2 separate regions of the Anas platyrhynchos genome follow, and region 1 is linked to region 2. The links are chromatin contacts, called in public Hi-C maps. All regions are on one chromosome and are shown on one strand. The core of a region is the stretch at or near the end of the contact, and the rest is flanking DNA. Distances in the headings are between cores, read along the strand shown.

Region 1 (6,700 bases), core at 3,861-6,360, 58 kb before region 2:
TGTGGCCATGCCTTGCATGAGCTAGGAGAGAGGGAAGGGAAAGCATCAGCAATGACTGTACAGCACCAGCCATGCAGACAAATCTGGAGAGGGAGAGGGGCACCAGCAGATCTTGGTGGAGTTGAGCATCTTTGCAGGGTTGGTACTGCAACCTGAATGATCCTTTGCAGTTAACATGTGCCCTGACAGTCTGTGGAAGACACATTAATTAAGCCCAGTCATTTATGAAGATTCCCATGATGAATGCAGTGTTGATAGAGCAGTTCATTGGTGTCTTCAGCCAGAATGTGACTGCCCTCAGGGACAGATAGTGGAACTGATTGCCTGCAACCCCATGCTCTTGGGTGGCCTGTGCATGTCTGGCCTATTTAATCCATCTCTTTACCATCCCTTCACCACAGCACAGAAGTAGGGAACTCACAGTGCTCTAACAGAGGAGGAAGCAATGGCAAACAGCATCTTGTGGTGTAAACTCTTAAAAAGATGTCCCTATTAAAAACTTTGTCCTCAGTGAAGTCCATTGGGCAGTGGGAGGTTCATTGTTTGTCTGATCTACATGTATCTTCCCGGGCACCTGAGGAGTGGCTGCCCAAACAGCCAGGAACAGGTATCTCTGCTTTGATGCAGGTGAGGTTTGGTCCCTCAGCTTGGCCTCAGATGCTGTGACACTGGAAGAGGGATGAGCCTACAACATACAATTGTCATCAACAGCTTTTAGCCTTCAGTCTGTGGGATCCCAAGAAGTCCCATAAAAAGTGCAAAGGAAAAGCCAGTGGAGCTGCAAGTGATCAAAATTCACATTGGCCCTGTCAAGTTTTCCTTTACTATTTCCTCTGAAATTAGAGCAGTGACATTTTGGGGGAGCAGAGGGAGGTGAGAAGGCAGTTCCCACTGGGGATGTGCTTGATACTGAGACCCTCCCTGCATTCAGCAGAGTACAGATAATAGATTCGCACAGATTTCCTCTTAGTGCTGTTCATTCCCTCAGGCCCTTTGGCAGAGTGTCCCCAGTCCCCGGATGGCACGGTCTGTCCTAGCCGAATGGTTCAACAGAGGGAACATGGAGTGAGAAATGTGAGGCTGGAGGGACCCTGATAGATGGTCTTGCAAGACAGCTCTCCCCAAACCCTCCCAACAGATGGGTGCCCAACCTGCTTGTAAATACTGCCAGTGAAAGAGACTCCATCCCTTCCCGACAGCTTGCTCCTGGGTTTGTGTGTGCTTAGAGTTGAAGGAGGTTCCTAACATCCAACTTAAATAATCTCTGCTGCAAATGGAATCTCGCTTCCCTTGTCCTGTCCTCACGCTGAATATGGAGAGCGATCCATCTGTGTCCTTGTATAAAAAACTTATATGCTGAAATATTTTTGCTTGCTACCTTCTGGTCCTTTCTTTTCTGGGGCAAAATAAATGCAATTCCTTCAATTTTCCTTCCAAGGTCAGATTTTCAAAGTGTTTATCTCTGTTGCAGCATGATGCCAAGAACAGCACACAGCTCTCTGGATGCCCTACCTGCTGTGAGCAAGGTGGAATAGTCAGCCCTGGAGTGCAGTTCTGGTTTTCCCTCAAAAGTGGATCTAGCATGACATGATGAGAAAAAGGAAGGGGCTACAAGGATGGTCAAAGGGATAACATGGCATCTGTACCATGTTATCCATGCTGAGCTGAGACCCTTCAGCAAGTGAAAGACCAGAGGCAGGCTGGGTGATAGAGGTGAGTATTATTGAACTGGTAAATAAGGAATGACAGTTTGCTCTTTCTTTCAATACAAGAACCAAAGCTGCCAAATAAAAGCAGCAGGAGAACGAATGGAAAGAGGAATTCTTTGCACTGTGTGCAGCTAACCTGTGGGACTCCTCGCCTTGGGGTATGTGGATGGTAGCTGCTTAAAGGGGTTCAAAAGGGAACTAAAAAAATTGCATGGGAAAAAAAAAAAAAAAAAAAAGAGCTGCTATTACATACAAAGCCACAACATTTGGCTTAGGAAATTTCTGATCAAAGATCACTGAAGACTGGGGAACTGTTCCGAAGAAACACCAGGGCACACTGACCCTCTTCTTATTCTTTAATGGGCCCTGGTTAGTAGCTGGTTTATTTCTACAGCAGCTCCTCACAGGGAGCAGTGCGGACTGCTCATTACACTGCTCAACCAGTAGAAGCAGGAGCTGGTGGGACTCGGTGCAGGGCAGCTGCGACGAGTATAAGTTATTTGCTCTGTCCTCCAGCCCCGTGTGTGTCCAGTGGTCTCTCTGGCCCCTTCCCCAGCAGAGATGATGGACAATGTGCTGAGGCAGGGCACAGGCTGTCTCCAGGTCACCCAGCTACCCACATCTCCACTTCTGGGTGCTCCAAAAACGCTGAGGGTGATATTTCCTGCAGTAGTAGGTGTGTAGCCGCTCTTTTGAAGGCTGCTGGTATTGTCAGAGAGGAGAAGGCCCTTCCAGATATCAAAAAAAAAAGTCCCCAGCACATGGACCGAGAGGAAGGGTGGGCACAGACATTGTATTTATTTTTACAATCTTTTCCCACCTCCCCCTCCGAGGCATCTTGGAATCCAAGACTGACACCTGCCAGGATGTGAGATGTCCAGACAAAATCAAAATGATCCTCCCCAAAGCTGGAGCGGAGAGGAACCGGCTTCAGCCCCTGCAGAGATCAAAGGGCCAGCTGGGCCTGGGGTTGCCAGGCTGGGCGATTCCCAGGTGCGGGGGACCGGCGAGGTGTCAGTCACGTCCCCCTGCACATGCTCCTGCAGACGCTTGGCATATGACTTTGGGGCAGCTGGTGGCAGCTAAAGCTTGGCCTGCACACCCCCTTCCTTGAGAAGCATGACGGAAGGGATTAAGTGGCTTGTAAGGTGACACGGGGTTGATCAGCGCGCAGTGCTGCGGTGGGAGGGGAGATGCTGAAGTGGCTTTCCATCTCTGTCCTTGGTCTCCTGTCCCCGCTGGAGCTGGAGGAACAGCAGCTCCTGGGCCTTTCGGGACTCACCTCCATGTCCTTCTCCCTCAGGGAGGGCAGGATTGGTCCCTCCAGCCTCTTTTCTGCGTCCCAAGCAGTGATGTTCCTAGTGGGACCCCTCCAAGCGCTGGAGGTGCAGAAGATACACGGGTGCAAGCAGACATTTTTCAAACACGGGTGTGTCCATTTGGTGAAGATTGAAGTCTGGGCTGATTCTGCTTCAGGGACACAGAGGAGCCTGGTTTATCCCATCCAGCTCAGCTCACACAAGCAGCTTAATCCTTGCACACCCCAGCACCAGGGAAAAAGCTTCCAGGGGCCTGAGGACAGCCCTGGCCCAGGAAGAGAAATTTGGGAGTGTGTCCCTATCCCAAGTGTGTGAGCATCACTGGTTTGGTCACCCTAACAGCCCCAGGGAGCAGGATTAGCAGCTCCCCTGGTATCTCTGTATTTCCACGTGCTCTGCCAGCCCTGTTCCTCCTCTGCAGCCTCCCCACCCTCCGGCAACACCCAGACTTTCTGTAACACAGACTCCTCTCATAGGGAGGCACCAGAGGGCAGGGAATAAGGATTCTGCATGTGGCTGTCAGAAGCATGGATGATCTTTTCTCACCCCATTCCCTGTCCTGTGTCATCATCTCTTTCCTAGCTGGAGCGCAGATGCATTTATGGGATTAGTTCATGACTGGTCGGGGTTGAGGATGGCCAGATTTTTTCCATCTAATTAATTCTCATCCCTGCAGCCCCTTTGGACCCCACTGAGGTCAGGCACTCTGCATCTAATGAGCGAATCTTCACTAGCCCTGCAGAGTTTTATATGCAGATGAAAAATAGTGCGTGTTGCTTGTCCTTTTTTTTTTTTTTTGTCTGGTATTCTCTGCTGGCGCAGGGGCAGCTGCTGAGCTTTTGTTTCCCAGCAAAGACGACAGCACACATCAAGATGCAGGGGATGTCAGGTTGAGTGGTGGAGCAAGGTGTGAGGCTGCTGGCATGGGGACCATCTCCCATTGTCCCTGTGAACTTTGTTTGCTAATAAATCCTTCTAGTACCTCTCCTAATCCAGGGTGCTGTGCACCAGGCAGTAGGTCTCAAAAAGCAGGGGAAATGCTTGGTACCATGAACAACAGATGCCCAGACTCACTGCAAGGCAGGAGACAAGGCCGTATATGTAATCCTTGAGGTGTGACAGCTTGGCACTGCCCTGTCACAGAGGTTTCCCTTCGTTGCTGGAACCCACCGGTGGAGGCTTAAGCCAATAATTAATGACTGGCATTGCTAGTGGAAAAAAAGCACCTCTAAGTGGCATCTCTAGTGGAAAATCTGGCATGTTTAGTGGAAAAAAAATAAAATCCAGGCCAGTTTGCCTAGAGAAGAAAGCTCAGAGAGCACTGCTCTGCCTAAATATGTATCTATCTCCATCAAGGTCCCACAGCGGTCGCATCGCTGTCCTGCCAGAGGTGATGGAGGAGCAGAAGGAGCGGGTGCAATACAGAGCTGACAACATTAGAGGGAGCTTTGGGAAGGGGTCTGAGAAGAGTCGGAAACAATAACTAGATGTAAATTACATTTTGTGAGTTTGTTTAAATAAGGGACCCGGTTTAATCCCATAGACTGTTTGCTTAGTGTACAGCTGAAAATTAGCATCAACAATTTTATGCACACTAATAAATTTAAGCCATTACTCTCTCCATCTGCAGCTTCATTCATATAGTTTAAGAATCAAAGCGATTTCCCTGTAAATTTCTAAGGCTCGGTAATTTACTCCAAAGAATGTAAATAGAAAGTGCCTGAAGGCCCAGGGAGACGGTCTTATAAGCCCTCCCTCTCTCTCCTCCTCCTCTTCCCACTTGTCTCAGGCGAAGGCGATGTGAGATGCCCGGATTGGGGAGCAAATGTGGATGTCGGGCTGCAGCCCCTGTCTGCCCACTGGTGACAATCTGGGCTGGCCGTGGCGAGGGCAGTGGAGGAAGGCAGACCTGCAGCGGGGACACTGGCAGCCCTCCTGGCATGGGGACAGCGCCGTGCTCCGGGGCGGCTGCGAGGAAATCAATCATCTTTTATTGTTCTTCGCTCCTCCGGTCAGGGTGGAACATTCCTCCTAAAGAGAAACTTGTTATCCTCCCCGGCGGCGTCCCAGCCGAATTCCTGGCATCGGCGGCTATAAATACCCTGGTACATGAGAAGGGCGCGTGGGCAAGGCTCCCAGGGCTGGCTGGCAGTGGGGTCCACGCTGAGCACACACCAACCCACTGCTTCCCAGTTAAACTGCTGTGAGAGCTTTCCAGACGGCTGGAGAGGTGCTCTCCCCTTTCCGAGCTTAAAAACCAAGGCAAAAGAGGCAAAATACTGCAAGGAAACCAGCCGGCCGGGTGCTCTCACTCCAGGGCTTTAGGCTCAGCCCATCCAGCTGGGGCAGGGGCGAAGTTGGGATAAAGATCTGTATCTTAATAAGTTTTACAGTCTGAAGCCTTGAAACATGTTTGGAATTAAGATCAGAAAGTCTCTCTCTCTCTCTCTCTCTCTTTTTTTTTTTTTTTTTTTTTTTGAGGAGTACAGAAGTGCCCTGTCTCAGGACAAGGACAAAACCTCCAAAAGTCACAGGAGCTCCTTTCCCAGAAATCTGGATGAGTATTTTTGTATGTGCCACTTTGAATCACTTGGTTTCAGTTTTCATCCTTTCATCGAATTTTATAATTTGAAAGAAAAAGCTCATCTTATGCAGAAAACGGCCACTTTTTTCATTTTATAGTATTTTAATTGTTTCAGAATGTTTACACTTTTTATAAAATAGGGAATATGTCTAAACCAGTCCACCGAACAATTTAACTTCAGCAAATTTGGAGACAAAATTAAAAAAGCACATTCTATCTTAGGTAAAATAGAATTATAATCTTTTTTTTTTTTACAGTCAAAAAATTTGAGGATTATGCAAGGGCTCTGCAACAGAGCAAAGGGGTGTCAGGAAGAGGCTAGGGGGTGAGAGGCTAAAATGCAATGAATGCTGCACAAAGATATAGCAAGAAACAGCTTTCTAGGAATAAATCCATGCTAATAAATGAGAAACATTTGGCTACATAGGAACTGAAGCTCTGGGATTTGGACTGGCATTGCGACTACTGTTTTTAAATACTTATACAGCATCAAGCACAATAAAGGGCTGGTCAGAGCTCTGCCAGGCACAGAAGTTTGCAAAATCCAGAGGGGAGAAGGAAGCCTGAGAGTTCCAGATGTGCAACACTTAATTAGAAATGTCCATCTCGTTCCCTCCCTCCTTTCACCACTTTCAAAATGCCTGCAAAGGAAAGTCCTCAAGGAACACTCACTTCAGATCAGATTAATTAATTTCATTTTCATTTCAAGGTTTAACAGTATCATACTTTTTTAACGTTAAAATAGAAAGTCATATCCACACACCAAGCAGAGTTATTTCTGAAAATACAGAAGTGGAGTCATTGAACACTGACCAAGCTTTTCCTCTGGATTTTCTCCCAAACTGTAATCCTGGTAAAATCAGGCAAATCTTTCCAATGTCAGAAGAATTGTCCATTTTGCTGTCCAGCAGGAATGTCTTTAGCCATTCAAGGCCACAGAGACCACCCACGCTAGAGATTAGACCTTGGTTGTTGGATTTCTGTGCCACTTTCCTCGCTGCCACCTTCACGTACAGCCTGCGGCTAATCCTACAAACATACTTTACGTCTCTGGGCAATAAATCGCAAGCGCTGGCAAACAAAGCAAA
Region 2 (7,413 bases), core at 1,131-3,630:
TTACGCACTGCCAAATTATGAATGTTGACCATCATCTTTCTGCTCAGAGATGGGTTTTGTTGCTCCTACGTGGTAATCTAGGGCAAGATTTTCCAACCCTCTTACGAGCAGCAAGAAATGGTGGCTCAAAAGGCAGCTGTCATTTCATACCCATTCCAGCTGCCCTTTCCACTCAGATTTCTCCCCTTTTTAAGGGGGATGGGAAGAAAAAAAAGCCTGGAGGGTTGCAAAAAGGAAGAGTGCAAGGGTTTGAAATCTCTAGCATCTCATCTGTCACATCCTCCAGTTTTCATAGCTAGCTGCCCATTTACAATGTACTTGTTTTTCCCTGCCTTACCGGTAATTAGACAAATGCAGCAGTGCTTATGGCATCAAAAATTCTCTGGCTGGTAAAAGCAATAGCTGTCATAATGCATCCCTAGATTTAGCAGTAGCGATTTAAAATGAACAAGCAACTCCCTGTATTTCAGGAAGTAATGGCTTTAACTCTACAAAATGGTTAGTATTTTCCTTGACCGGCTGCTTTGGCTTTTTTTTTTTTTTGTATTTGTGCTTTCAATGATCAGAATTTTTGTTGTAATAATCGTATTTTATTTCATGAATAACAAGGCAAGCAGAAACACAAAATCCTATAAAGTGTCACCAAGTTCCTGTTCACCTTGACCTGCAGGTTTTTCCTTCTAAACCCCAATGTACAAAAAGCCTGTTCTTTCCCTGCCAGTATTCCATTTAAAGTTGTCATTTGCTTTTCTGCTTCCCTTGCAGAATTGCTTGCTTTGTGCTGTTTTGTGCCTGGAATGTGCTATGCATGGGGAAGAGGTCTGTTTAATTGGAAGGGAACTTCTTTTTAGTGAAAAAACTCGTGCATTGGTGTAGAAAGCTGATCAAAAAATTACTTTCCTGATCCATGATGCCTTTTTCTTGCTACTCTGACATCTGTAAAGCCTTCTCGAAAGGGAAGTGTCACCAGCAGTTTGTGTTCTCTTAAAGATGTCTCAGTCTTTAAGGCCAGTTGCAGTCGTGTTGATGCCATTTGGCTAAGCCTTGAAAGTTCCTGTAATCTGTGCCATCCTGTCTCATACAGTCCCATCTCATAGTTGTCCTTTCTCTGCAGTGCTCTATGCCCAGATCTCTGTGGCTGGGCTGCTCCAGCCTGGCGGACAGCATGCCCTCGCTGCGATGCCTGTATAACCCAGGGACTGGCGCACTCCCAGCTTTCCAGGTACTTTCTGTCTCTCCACGCTCCTTCTTTTTCTCTCCACCCATGTATGTGTGCATCTGCTTCTTTACTTCGTTTGCTTTACCTTCATTTATCCTGCTCCATACTGTATGCCTCTCCTTTGTCATTCAGAGCTCCTCTGGTATTTAAACCCATCTTGCGTAGATTCAGGGTGGCTCAGTACTGGGGCATTTCCATTTCTTTGATTTAATACAATTATTTTGTCTAAATTGGCTTGGTACCATCATCTTTTTCCATTGGCTTTCAGTTGTGTCAAAAATACAGCACTTAATTATATTTGGCAAACAGTACCCATCACACAGTCTCCAATCTGGCTGTTCATCCAGTGATTCCCTTCCTATCGAAATTTTCTGTGTGCCATTTGGAGGACTGAGGGGGTGGGTTCATTGCCACAGTGATAACTGATGCCAGCGTTTGTTTCCTTCAAGTTTGTTAGCAATAGTCTGGACACTTTGATTATAGAAAATTTTGGTACGAGTCAGCTGTCAGTCAAATGACAAGTAAAGGAACCTGGTTTTCTTTGGTTTCTGAATTTGTTAGGCCAGCTTTTCTCAGCCACGAGACAGCTTTTTGCTGGACAGGGTTTGTTCAGATGCTTTAGGTGACCAGTGACTCTTACAAAATTGAGTTACTCTCCTGTGGGTGAAGCAGCTGGTAGCTTAGTGTCTAGAAATCTAAAGCTCAAGATCATTGCAAGCATTTTATGCTGGCAAGCGGGTACAAAAAGGAGAGCAGAGGAGGCTGGACTGCAGAGATCTGTTCTTGTCAGATGCTCTCTCTGGGTGATTGTGTGTGAACTGCAGTGATTGGGGGACCTTAGAAGTATTTCTGGAGAGTGCGCTCATTCGAGTTCCTGGTAGCATGAATGTTTATTTCTAGGTTTGTGCTGCTGGATTTGTTGACCGAACCTGTGGCAGAGAGTTTTATTCACCAGCATCTTGCAAAACCAGGCATAATGAATAGGCTAGAATCGTCCTGAAAAATTCTGAATCATTCTGTTGGGAGTTCGTTACCTGCTTCTAAAGGATGGCGTGCAAAGATCATTTTGAATTTGGCTGCCTGCTTCCAGGACTAGGAGAGTACAGTGGAAATAATCGTCTCAGTCTCAGGGGAGGCTTAAGTGTATTACATCATTTTGCTGCAACTCTTTTTGCTGACCCAGCACCAGCACTGATGGACTCTGGAAGGTGTCCTGCCAGGCCTCCTCTGCTAAAGCAGCAAGCTTTTAGTGGAGCTTTCCATGGGGGAGGGGGAAGAAGACTTTTTATTAGTCTAAGAGGACTCTGGAGACAACAGGCAGAATTTAGAATCCTACTTTTAATCCTGATTTGCATAATTTGACTAAATCGGATGAGCCTTATTTTTTGGGCTTTCTGCTGTTGAATAAATCTCGGATCTCTTTAAGCTCAGGTTTTAGAGAACCTTAGCAGTATATTGAAAGTAATTTATAAACTCAAATTGTGACTTCTTTCTACTTGAATTATTTTTGATTACTCACATTAAATGTATATTACAAAAGGGAAGGGGAACTTTCCTCTTTTAGCTCAAGATGTTCTCGATAATGGTAGCTATGTACAGTAACTTTTCTGCTAATATGCTGCGTTGATATTTGGGGTCAAATGAGTCAGAAGCTGAACCATTTACCATGTATTGCCTTCTTGGAAGTGGATCAGGACTTTGACGTTTGCATTCCTGCAGATTTAGCAAAACATTTCCATGGGTATTTAGTGACTATGGGAATTGGGGAAGGCTGCCTCACTTGCCATCTAAAATGGTATACCAGTAGTCTGCATAGCACTGACTCTGCCGAGGAATTCATTTAGTGCCTATTGAGAAACTAAATGCCAGTAACAGCTTCTGCAGCAATGAGTCATCCATATTTCAGCCCATTTTTTTTCAATGGGCTTTGATCCCCATTAGCTTGCATGGTCTGCAGAAAACTCCCCTCCAGGAGGCATGGCTTCTGCATTTTCCAGTGCAGTAGTCTAAATGGGAGTGGTTTGAAGCCTGCTTGAAGCTGTGATATTGAAATATTTCATCGTTCTGTAATGCTTTCTTTGGTATTGAATCTTCAGGAAAGCATTAAAGACTTCTTTGTACCCCAGCAAATTTTCCTCATATTAAGTTATTTTATTTTTTTCGCTAGCAAGCTTGAAGTAACTGGAGAAGCATATCAATGTTCTTTGCTTGTGGCAAAAGAGAAGGTGCCATCTGGAAGGCTACTTAGTCACTGCTGAATTTGTCTAGTTATTTACATGCTTACCTTCAGATGCTCAGACAGAAATGTGGAAACAGGCTCTTTTTGAATAGCTCAGTTAAAGCCCTGCTGACTCCTCATGGGAAACATTGGCAGATAGTCGATTTAGAGATGATTCTGTTAATATGTCAGATAACTTCATTTTTCTTCTTTGTGTGTTTTTATTATCGGAGACACTTCTGTGAAAACAGGATCTTCTGGTTCCTTAGCTCCATTTGGCAATCCTCGCACAGTGGGAAAGGTTTTAAGGCTAAACCCAGGAATGGGGGATTAAGGAGCTAGAAACAGTTGTTTTTTTAAACATCTTTTATCTCAGGGTTTGGCAACCGATAGTCTGTTGTGTAACTGAATTTCATAGAGATCATGGTGAAAGAAGGCAGCAAATTGGAACATGAACTCTGATAAGGCTTTGTGGGAGGGGGTTAAAAAGGGTGCTTAAAAAAAAGAGAAAAAGGCCAGCCATTTCATTTTCGGTGTCTTGGATGCTGTACTGTCACTCTGCAAAACAACTGAAAGCTAGGTTGCAAGTAGATTCTCCAAATAATAAAAAATAAACTTATGCAGAGTATATTTTTCCTAGAAATCCATGTTTCTGAAGTTTCCAGATGTGCCAACAGGTGCCTGTTTTCATGACATTTTTCATTTGAAGATAATTACTTTCCCCCTTTTAAAATATTTTCCATGCATGCTTACGGGGCTCAGCTTATGTTATTTTTCATAGTCACAGTTCTTTGAAAATTCTGATTTACAGTTACACCCATCAACGATGCCAAGAAAATGATTGCATTAAACCTTTCAGGTTTGCAGAAGATCATAATATTTCCTTTAATTTATTTCTGTAGGCTACTGTGTGAATGCAGACTCTTAAGGAGCAATTTAAAAGTCTTGCCAAAGGTTATGTATCAGGGTAATCACGGAGAGCAGTCCATCATCTCTTCATTTTTACCCAATTGACACTACTTACAAATATTGGCTCCACTGTAGGTTGTAAATGTTTTGGGACAAGAGTCATGCATTATTTTTTTTTATTATTATTATTATTTTTTTTTGTCTGGAGCCTAGGCACCAGTGAAAAAGCAAAAAGTGGTCTAATCAGCTTTATTTTGCTGGATCCAAAACTCTTATTTCTCTAATGGTCTCTTGTAATCGAAAAGGAGAATTGACTTTCTTGTGGTGGAGGTAGCCGCCTCTTGTTGAATGAGTATGGAAGTGCTTTTCTCTGGAATGCCAGAAATTCACATTTTGCCTTACTTGAAGTGAAGGCTTTGATCATAAAGAATGGCACACCAGGCTGTGTTAAATGAAAAAGATTGCGTTTTGCTTGGTTTTGCAGAAGCAAAGTGTGTTCCTTGTTTGAGGCAGAAGTCTCTGTCCTGGTTGAGGAATGCATGGCCATCCTGCTGTAAATGCATGGCCATCCTGCTGTATTAGTCAAATTGAAGTAAACTGCAGGGTATTTAAGGTTCTGCAGTATGGGTGTGATTTACACTGCTCCTCTTCTTTGGACAGAGATCTCTTGGAGAAAGCTGAGTGTCAAAGATGTAAACAGTCTGGTGTAATGGAAGCATGTTGCACCCATGAGATAGAAATGAACTAGTTTCTCACATTATTTTTACATCTATTTTTTAAAAAATTGTTAGAAATGGTCATTCTTAGTTTCCTCCAGATTACCCTTGCCTCTTACCTTAAAAGTTGGCATTTTATTGCTGAGAAATGCAGAGTAAATGTGAGTAGTAATGGTAGTACTTTATTTATTGCCTTACAAGGAGGTTAAAGCCAAAGTCTGGGGGGTGGGCAAGCTGTGCGCGCTCAGAAATGTGTTTGTGAGAAATGAATTTGGAGGAAGACCTTACTGGTAGGTGAAGATGGGTACCTTAGTGGGGAGAGAGATGGGGTGTCCAGTCCACACACCCCACCAGCCTCAAGATGTGGCGTCCCTCGCCCAAGGCTGCTTTGTATTCCCTCCTCTCGTGCTCTCCCAGCGGCTGTGTGAAATGTGCCCGTGGGCTGTTTACAGGGAGCCTCTAAACCAGAATGGTAATTTTGGTGGCTAATAGCCAGAGCTTGTGGCTGCAGCACCCCCCGGCTGGCGGCAGGCTCTCCCCTGTTTATGATCGTAGTTAGGTGGCCCCCAACTGTTTACAAGACAGCAGAGGTGAGATCTTTGATTGACAAGTCAGAAATGCATTAGATCATTCCCTCTGCCAGTCTCTGCTTCATGCTGTTAAAAATGTCAGCCTCTCCAAGTTTGAATGGCAGCCCGAGGGCCTCAGAAGCTTTTTGTTTTCTGAGATGGAAACACAAATTGGATGTGTGCCTGAGCGCTTCATCCTGGGCTGTAATTTCATCTTTTAGCTAAGAACCACAAGGTACATGAGCAAAGCACCCTGTAAACAATAATACTGGGGAAAAAAATAAACAAGGTCGTGTTTCTGGTACGTTGATCCACCGGTGTCCTGACCTCTATCACGTTGAACATCTCCACTCTGATTGCTGTTCCCTTTGGCATTACAATGAGAGGAGAGAGACTGACACAGGAGGCAAAGATTTAAAGTTGCAGTGTTGTTGCACATTCCTTGTATTGGCTATGAAATATTGAACTGCCACAATGTGACACCTGGTTTTTTAAGCAAAGTTTCTTGTTGGAGGTGTTCGGCATCGCTTTCTCATGTTTCTCCTCATCTTACCACCTGGCAGGAGCGATTATAAAGGCATGAGAGGGGATAAGAGAAGGAGCAGAAACGAAGCCAAATTAATTGCGCAATTTTTGCACTTGGCTCCAGCCCTCGTTCAGGGGCATAATTTTAGGAAGACCAGGAGAGGTTATCCGAGGCTGGGACCTTAGATTTTAAAGAAAGTAAAGCCGCTGCCTTGTGGAGAGAGAAAAGGTTTGGTAAAAAGAGATATTTAGGGTTTAAATCTGGTGACCTTGATGTCTGGCAGCAGCGCTGGGCTGGGAAGCACGCAGCTCACCTGGCCTCGGGACGGAGCTGCGAGGTCTCAGCTCCAGCAGCAGCAACACAGAGCCTTCCCCCCATTTAGGGGGCAAAGTGGAGACTTTTGGGGGTGTGTAGTAAATGACAGTTTAGCAGTTGGGAACGGCGTTTATTCTTTTGCACTTTTTTTCTGTTAATTCCTCAGGTTAGGTGCTGAGCACTCAGTGCGAGATGCTGCCCTTGCTTAAGGGCTTAAGCCACTGAAAATCCCCAGCACCCTGGTCTGGTTTCTGCCCCATGGGCTCTTCAGGGAAGGAGAGGGCAAGGTCTTCAGTGCACTGGCATTACTTTGGCCGATTGCTGTGGCAAACAGAACCAAACTCTGCCCACCAAGCCCTCCTTTCGCCTCAGTCCCTCGTTAGGAGGCAGGCCGGTGCGCGCAGGCTGCCTGCCGCCCGCCATCCAGGTACTTCTAAACCCAGCTCCAGCTCCTAAGGATCGCGAACATCTGCTTGGAGGTACTGCGGAGCTCCACAACGCGCTAATTGAATTACTCTTTTTTTTTTTTTTTTTTTTTTTTCCGCAGCCTGCGCTAATTGAATTAGGAGCAGGCTGCGCTTGCGAGCCGCCGCCTCAGCGCATGTGTGAGGCCTGGCGCGGCCTGTGCTGCTCCCCGCCGGCCCCGCCGGGTACTGCACGGCCTCCCGTCTGGCGGATTTTTTCCTAAATAAATCCCCAATTAACGTTGTAGTCACCCGTCCTGGAAATACCAGAAGTGTCCATCTAATCGTAATCGGCGCCGATCTAATCGTAATCTGTCTGGCTTCAGGAGGAGAAAGGAGGGGTTAAGCGCAGCCCGCTGCGGTCTCCTGACAGAAATAATAAATATTTTGGTGTGTTCCTAAAGGAGTTAGCACGGAGCAGGCTGTAAAGTGCTCACCACGGGCATCCTTTAGGGTTTGAGGACTCCGTGAGCAGTG

What was found. A called contact is a pair of places that touch in the nucleus more often than the background predicts.
Region 1: a Hi-C map of subcutaneous adipose tissue shows a contact between it and region 2, with 1.7 times the contacts expected there. The contact joins two enhancer-like sites. A contact is called at or near these places in 3 of 8 Hi-C or Micro-C datasets (liver, skeletal muscle and subcutaneous adipose tissue).

Annotation. Positions count from the first base shown.
Region 1 is chr6:27,574,886-27,581,585 of IASCAAS_PekinDuck_T2T, reverse strand. No RefSeq gene overlaps it. Among named protein-coding and RNA genes, the nearest start is that of BTRC, 30 kb to the right of the region's middle. Within about 2 kb of position 5,110, at least 2 of the 8 cell types and tissues checked have an H3K27ac peak or open chromatin away from gene starts, as enhancers often do. A contact at or near this core is called in subcutaneous adipose tissue, where this site is marked.
Region 2 is chr6:27,513,933-27,521,345 of IASCAAS_PekinDuck_T2T, reverse strand. It overlaps BTRC (beta-transducin repeat containing E3 ubiquitin protein ligase), which reads left to right. Exons shown (of 15, transcript XR_005266581.2): 3 at 1,115-1,222. Among named protein-coding and RNA genes, the nearest start is that of BTRC, 30 kb to the left of the region's middle. Within about 2 kb of position 2,380, at least 3 of the 8 cell types and tissues checked have an H3K27ac peak or open chromatin away from gene starts, as enhancers often do. A contact at or near this core is called in subcutaneous adipose tissue, where this site is marked.